Regions from separate parts of the Mus musculus genome. Here region 2 is linked to region 1. Evidence: chromatin contacts called from public promoter capture Hi-C data. All regions are on one chromosome and are shown on one strand. The core of a region is the stretch at or near the end of the contact, and the rest is flanking DNA. Distances in the headings are between cores, read along the strand shown. Region 1 holds the start of Kbtbd4 (kelch repeat and BTB (POZ) domain containing 4). Region 2 holds the start of Trp53i11 (transformation related protein 53 inducible protein 11).

Region 1 (3,603 bases), core at 656-3,155:
TTGAAGGCATGGGCCACCATCCCTAGCTATTTTAGATATACTGATTCATCTTCATCAATTCATTTAAGTCCTGCATACCATCAAGATACAGGGCAGATGAAAACATCAGGCACTTCTTATTTCCTTTTGTGGAAAAGTGATGCAGCTTTTTATTCTTTAGTTACTGTACTGTACTGTCTGACAGTAGCTATGCTGACTCTCAACACCGAACATCAACCTCAATCTAAAATCTACCAGAAAGGGAATTATAATATAAACTAACAACAGTTAGTCACATAAAGTTGGGGTTCTCCTGAGCCAGACCATCTGCTGAACATGACTCTTGCCCAGTTAGGTGTGGTAAGCCCTTTCGTGAGCTTACCTGAGATGATATCAGTGAGTAGATGGTGGGGCAAGTGGAGGAACTCCTCTGTGCTCTGCAGCTGGGCCAGGTGGGTCTTGGCACAGTGCTTGGCAGCAGTGTAGAGCTCGGGGTCACTGTGTCTATCTGCAAGCCACATCACCTGCAGGCAGTTGCCCACCTGTACCGTGCGTGCCAGAAACCGAGAACACTCCTCAAAGAGAGATGTCAGCTGATACATGTCTGACACCTCGTAAATTTCCTGCAGCTCATCAGCTCGAAGTTTCACAGTCCCATGGTATATATAGTCAACTAGGAGCTGGAAAACAGACTCGCTGACATCCTGCAGCACAATCACCCGGTTGTGAGCCTCCTTCAGGTTGGATGTGAACATGGATCGGAAGAAGCAGCTCTGAGCTGACAGGACCAGCCGGTGCAGCTGAAACTCTCGGCCTTCCACTGAAATGGTGACATCAGCAAAGAGCTCCTCCTCTAAACACAGTTTCATGATGCCCTGAGCCACTCGGCCTGAGTGAGACCGGTCTTTGAAAGTATAGTTCACAAAGTAGTTTTCATCCATGGATGCTCCAGGCTCCTCTGGTGACTCCATGGTAGCCAACTTCTCTCTTTGCCAACTATCTGCAAAGCAATATCACCCTAAGTATTTGGGTAATTCACAGACACAGTCCATGAATCCAACTGTCCAAGTCAAGACAGGGAGAAGGGAGACACTGGAGCAAAGTGGGTCCAGAATGGCCTTATTCCTGGTCTTGCCAATGTGGCCTATGCCATTCCTCCAGTTTTCCTGCAGTGGGGCCTCTCCTCCAATGAATTCAATTAAAAGTTCCAACTCTGTTGTTTTTCCTTGAGGTAAAATTGGATATTCCTGATCGTGATGTAACAAAAGACTTGGGACTTAGGTTAGCTCATGAAAAAGACGAAGGAGGAAGCCTATGATCTTAAAACCAAATAATTTGGATATACAACTAATGAGACTCTGGAGAAGCATAATTAGGCCAAACTAAGACATCCAGGTATTGTTGTTACATTCCCTCTTTGCCTGGACATAAGAGTGCAGACCCCCCAATACTGAGGCTTGGGCCTGGACTTCCACTTTTACTCTTTTCTAAGCTGCTGTTTCTTACTTACCTCTCGCTCCAGTGAGTTCTTAAAGAAGCCCTTGAGAGCCCAGCCGTCCCCGGCCGGGGGCACAAGGAAGTCCATAACCCTGTGCAATCTGACCGTGCCACCTGGAGTCGCCTAGGAAACGGTCTCCAAGGAAACCGTCCATCGTCTCCCCCCCCCACCCCGCCCCCCATTAAAAAAGCTTAGCTCAAGAGCCGGCGCGGTGTAGAACTTAGAACCCAGAACGCCCACCCTTTCCCTTTCTCTCACCGGTGCGGTTCGTTGCGTCTTCTTCTCTTCGGCCTCCGCTGTACCGAGATAGGGCTACGTACACCTCACGGTTTCCCCACCTGCGGGTCTTTCTTACCTGCGATACCTCCTTTCATGCCAGGGCTCAGATCCGGAACCTCTGCTTCCCGCCCCGCGTCCGCCCGGAAGAAGAGTCACTGCACATTTCCACTTCCGGTCCGTGCCCTTGGGGCTCCGTGGCCTGCGTGTGTTCTCCGGCTACTTAGTCGGCACACTAAGGAACATGGCGGCGGCTGCAGCCAGGGTCTGGTGTCGTGGGCTCTTGGGGGCCGCTTCCGTAGGCAGGGGTGAGCAAGGAACAGCAGCAGGTTGAGACCACGGGCAGCACGGAGACCTCCCCGAGTCTCACCCGCGCCTTTGTGCCTTTTCTCTCCCTGTGCAGGGGCTGGGCGACCCTCCGTGCTGTGGCAGCACGTAAGAAGGGAGAGCGCGGCGGCTGACAAGCGCCGTGAGTATGTGCGGATGGCGCTTTTTCCCCCAACGTTAGCTGGGGCCTTTCGTTGTTTCTGTCAGATGTTTGTCCTTGCCTTGGAATGTCCTTCCCTCCTGGCAAATCTCTGCTTGTCCTTGGAGATTGCTATGGTCTCCACTTTGCTGTTAGAATCGAGCACTTCCTGTGCCCTAGATATTTGTTCCCTTCTGATCTTGATCGCCTTTTGCTCGTTATCAGGATTTGATTTTTTTTTTTGTCCTCCGATGAAATTGTCTTTGAGCGCAGGTAACAAAAACTTTTGAGACTCAAAGTCCAAAATAATTGTAGCTCACATCAATTTAGTATTTACTAGGCACCTTGGACTTCATAAGAGCCTGATGAGACGCATAACGTTTTACTGTCCATATAGATGTAGATCATGAAGCGGTCCAGATAATTAAATTATTCAGTCACAGTTCCAGTGAACGACAAAGCAGGTCTGTTTCCAAGTGCAGAAAATACTTAATCCTTGATTCTGTGATGTGTGGGTGCTCAAGTACTTGAATGACCCTGTGGTGATTTTATGTTCAGTCAACAGAATCACACTGGGAAATAGAAAGCTTCTTTTCATTCCAGGACATCTATTACACAAAGTGACAGGGGATAGAGTATGGGCAATGAGGTAATCTTTCAGGGTCCTTCAGCCCTGAAGTTCTCTGATTAAGAACTTGGTATAAACAAGTACCAAGAAGGGAAAGAGAAACAGAAGTCTGGTTTCCATCCTTAAAGAGCTCTGAGTCTGAGAGAGGAGCTGCCACTGTTGCATTGTTACCATGAGTACAGGAAGTGAGGAACAGCTGTGGAACAGTGGAGAAAAGAAGCAAAGATTGCCCAACACAGTAACAAGAGTGTATGGACCGAGAAAGAGAAATGGTGTTGCACTCTGAGTTTTTTCTTTTTCTTTTTTTTTAAAGATATTTTTATTTTTTTATGTATGTGAATATACTGCAGCTGTCTTCAGACACAGCAGAGTAGAGAATCGGGTCCCATGTGGTTGCTAGGAATCGAACTCAGGACCTCTGGAAGAGCAGTTAGTGCTCTTAACCACTGAGCCATCTCTCCACTCCCTTCTCCCTGAGTTTTAAACACTTCCTAATTCCTGGAAGGTACTTTACACCTATGCCTCTTAAGATCCTTCAGGGAGGGCTTGGAGAGGTGGCCCAGTGTTTAAGAGCACTGGCTATTCATCCCAGATACAATTCCCAACATGGACATGTCAGTTCAGAACCATCTGTAACTCCAGTCTCAGGGAATCTAACATTCTTTTGGCTTCTGTGAGCATCAGGCATTCATGTGTGCATAGACATATATGCAGGCAAAACACCAAAATAAATAGTAAAAGTAAACTTTTTCTTTT
Region 2 (3,603 bases), core at 449-2,948, 2.3 Mb before region 1:
CAGCAAGTGAAGGCAGACATACCTGAGAGTCCAGAAGAAGAGAAGCTAAGGCAGAGGGCACCTAAGACACGAAGGCCAGAGGGGACTCTAGGAGAGCGCTCTGTCTGTACGAAGGTGACAACAGAAACCCGAAGTATATTCTGACTTTCCAAAGATCCTACAGGAAAATAGTATTTTTTTTAGCCTCGGACTGAGCCAGAGGCTGCCACTAAGGGGCGGGTGGTGTTCTTCCGGATTCTTCCAGGAGCCCACCAATCCCGCCGGCGGCAGGTGGCGGCCTTTCTCCAGGAGCCTCCAGACGGGAGACACAGCTGGGTGGGTGTCCCTGCAACCCAGGGACTTCTACACTCTCTCCAGGCCCCATCCAGAAAGTTTTTCTAAAAGAAACGAAACAGGAAGTCCGTGCTGGGGGACTTTGAGGAGGCCTTGGCCGTGTGCTTGTAAAGCTTTGGGTCAAAGTGGGAGTGGGTCCTGGGCCTATCCCTGCTCCTCCACCTCACAGGCAGGAGGAGAAGCCCGCTCCATCCAGGATGCAAGAAGGCGACGAAAGGGGAGCCGAAGCGAGCGGCTGGCCTCGCTGTGCCCCGAGGATGGTGCGCGTAATATTTTCTGCGCACTACACGGGACCCCAATCCATCCTGCGCCAGGCAATGGCGCTACACTTTACAGCTGTCTGCGCGGTTTGGGAGAGAGAGTCGCCCGGGTCCACCTGCAATACCCTCCTGACACCACCACCCCCGACTGGGGTCAGGCCCAAACACTTTTCTGCCCGCTCCTCTCCAGCAGGGACTCAGGAGTGTCGCCGGCTTTGCCCCTTCCCCCTCTGATCTATCTTCATCTCCGCGCCGAGGACACTCCCCCACTTTGTGAAGCGAGAGTCCGCGACTCCTCCAGTCCCCGGCACCCACACAAAAGGTCCGGCCAGACCACTGGACAGCGGGAACCCCTCCACCTTCTCCGCCCGCGTACCCGTGGGGGCGAGGACCCGGAAACTCGCAAGTTTACACCGCGCAATCCTCCCGCCGGGAAACAAAGGCGGGAGGAGGGGGGGCGGTGGCGAGAAAGGGGGAGGGGACCGAGAACCAAGCGCTGAAGACAGAGACCCCGGGATAAAAGAAACTGCTTTACTCTCCGCTCTCACTAGCTCCGAATCAAAGAGATAAAGCCCTGGAGGAGGCCGAGAGCGAAATAAACAGCCCCTGGGGAAGGAGGTGGCGGAGAAGAGAGCTGGGGGAGAAAGGGAAACCGAGTCAGTGCAAGGGGACAAACGAAAAGGACAGAGGACAGTGCCAGTAGGAGCTCAGCGGGGGTCTCGGGCGCCCGCCGCCCCGCAAGTGCCAAGCTGTCCTGGCGCCCGGCTGTCGTTCGCAGGGTGCTCGATGCCCCCAGCGGTCCCTAAGGCCCCCCGGCGTCCCCGGGCTGCGCTGCGCAGGCAGCGGCCAGCGCGGTGGCAACGGCGGTGAAGTGTGAGGCTAGCGGCTGCCGGCAGCAGACTTACGTTCCTGGCGCGCGGGGTGCTGCGCTCGCGGAGCTGGCGTGCCCTGCGGACGCTCCGGCCCGGGGAGTCTCACATCGCGGCGCCGCGCTAGGCAGGCAGGGCAGGGCAGGGCAGGGCAAGCTGGACTCCTGGCGCTGCTGGGCTCGCCCGAGTCTGGCGGCCCGCACTGGTCCCTCCTCTAGTGCCGCGCACAAGCCAATGGCGCGCCGTCCCCTCCCACGCGCTGGGCTGCCTCGCCCCCGAGGTGGCCGGGGCGGGCACAGAGGGGTTGGGGGGGAGACCCAGAGCTGAAACGGAGGGCCTACCGGGAGCCGCCTGCGGAGGGCGCACCCTCGCTTGGCTAGGGGGATCCCCGGACGGGGACAACCTGCCGCTGTGCCACCCAGGACTTTCTCGGAAGTTCTGAAGACAGCGCCCCTTTCTCCCGGACTGCAAACATACCCCTACGGGTTTATGAAACATCCATTCTCAGGCCTAGGCCGGTGTCTAGGGTGGAAGGAAGGCACCTGCTATGACTGTTAGGGTCCCCCACGGGTGAAACAACACGGTTAAAAGCAATTTACAATTCATCGTTTGCTAAACCACTTTCAAAAATAAAACCTTAGCGTTCCCAGCAGTCCAATAGGACTAGTCCCAGTTCACAAAACTTCGAGTCATTAATACATAGCCAAGGCCTTAAGATAATTGGTGAATGAGTGTTCTGTCACCCAGGTCACCCATCTCCCCAGTTTGGTGTGAATCCCAAATGACAAGAACTCTTACCCGCTGAGACTTCTACTGCAGTTGCTGTGCTATGTGCTGCGTGTGGCAAGGTTGGATCTTATCTGTGGCTTCAGAGTATTTGTTGGTGGAAGCAAACAGCTCATGCCAAGAGAGAGTCCCAGGTGAGTCTTGAGAAGTCTCTCAAACTAAAAAGACCAGCACCTACAACCTGTCCCATGCCTGGCTCTGGACTCCCTGAGAAACCCTTTATAGCAGTTGATTTTTGCCCAGGGCCCTGCTTCCTGCTGAAAGAAACCTCTGGATCTTGTCTTCTGGACTGATATAGTAAAGGCTTGAGGGAGGGTGGGGACTGAGAGAAGCAAGGTTGAAGGTAAAGAACTGGGGCAGAGATGGAGAGTAGCTGCCCCTCACTATAACTCAACTAGGTGTGCCTCTGGCTCCAGAGTTAAGTTTTGCTTTTCTGCTCCAGGCTACAGAACTAGAATACCTGGGTTCAAATCCTGGCTCTGTTGTTTAGCTTAGCCCTAGGCAAGCAAGTTTCCTAACCTCTCCAAGTCTTGCCTCCTTACCTACAAAGGGGTGTGACCTTATAGCAGGAAGTACCTTGTGGCTGTTGCTGAGATTCCAGTTACAGCTGCAGGCCATGTTAACCAAACCTGATCATGTGTGAGGTGCTAACATACCAGGTAGGCTCCATGGCCCTCCCAGTGGCTGGGGCTGGACAGGAGGGGCTGTGCCCTTTGCAAGGAAGTAAACAGAAGAGTGTCTGGTGCATAGCAAGTCAGCTCTCAGTGGCTGTTAGCCTCCTGATTACCAAGGCAACTAAACTCCCTTCCCACAGTGCCACCCGCTTTTGCTGAACACCTGGCTAGTGATGACCAGTAATGAATGAATCACTCAGCCGTCATGTCTGTAGCTCTGGATCAGGCCTGCCTGGAGGTGTGTGGAGTGAAGTGCACATCCAAGCCACCTGTCCCTGACCAGGAGCTTCATTGTGGCTTGCTTCAGAGTCTCACCTCAGGACAGTGATGGGATAATGGATTCTTTGTTGCACTATTGGCATGCAGGGCTCTGGGCTGTGTCACTGGAACAGTGTCATCCCTGAGCACCTCCCAGCTTAGAAACACCTCCCAGTGTTCTACCAGAAGCAGGACCTGAAGGCAGAATTCCAGAAGCAGTGCCTAATGGCAATGGCCCAAGGTTTCTCAAAGAAGAGGCTATGTTAGAAGTAATGATCTCACTTTCATTAGCAGCAAGCAAGTGGAACCAAACAGGGTCACCAGTGTTAGGACTTACACTTTCAGTGATGCTCGGTGTAGACAGAGCTATAAGCTCTGGGCATCTGTGTTCTGGAGATTCCATGCCTGTCTTATCAGGAAGTG

What was found. Promoter capture Hi-C pulls out the DNA fragments that hold promoters and counts their contacts.
Region 2: a contact with region 1 is called in a promoter capture Hi-C map of pre-B cells, with 2.6 times the contacts expected there. The contact joins the promoter of Trp53i11 here to the promoter of Kbtbd4 in region 1. A contact is called at or near these places in 1 of 39 promoter capture datasets (pre-B cells) and 1 of 484 Hi-C or Micro-C datasets (B cells).

What each region holds. Positions count from the first base shown.
Region 1 is chr2:90,903,042-90,906,644 of GRCm38.p6, reverse strand. It overlaps Kbtbd4 (kelch repeat and BTB (POZ) domain containing 4), which reads right to left and starts at 1,905. Exons shown (of 4, transcript NM_025991.4): 1 at 1,736-1,905; 2 at 362-979. The coding sequence starts at 950. It overlaps Ndufs3 (NADH:ubiquinone oxidoreductase core subunit S3), which reads left to right and starts at 1,924. Exons shown (of 7, transcript NM_026688.3): 1 at 1,924-2,061; 2 at 2,157-2,222. The coding sequence starts at 1,998.
Region 2 is chr2:93,185,643-93,189,245 of GRCm38.p6, reverse strand. It overlaps Trp53i11 (transformation related protein 53 inducible protein 11), which reads right to left and starts at 1,698. Exons shown (of 8, transcript NM_001025246.2): 1 at 1,499-1,698.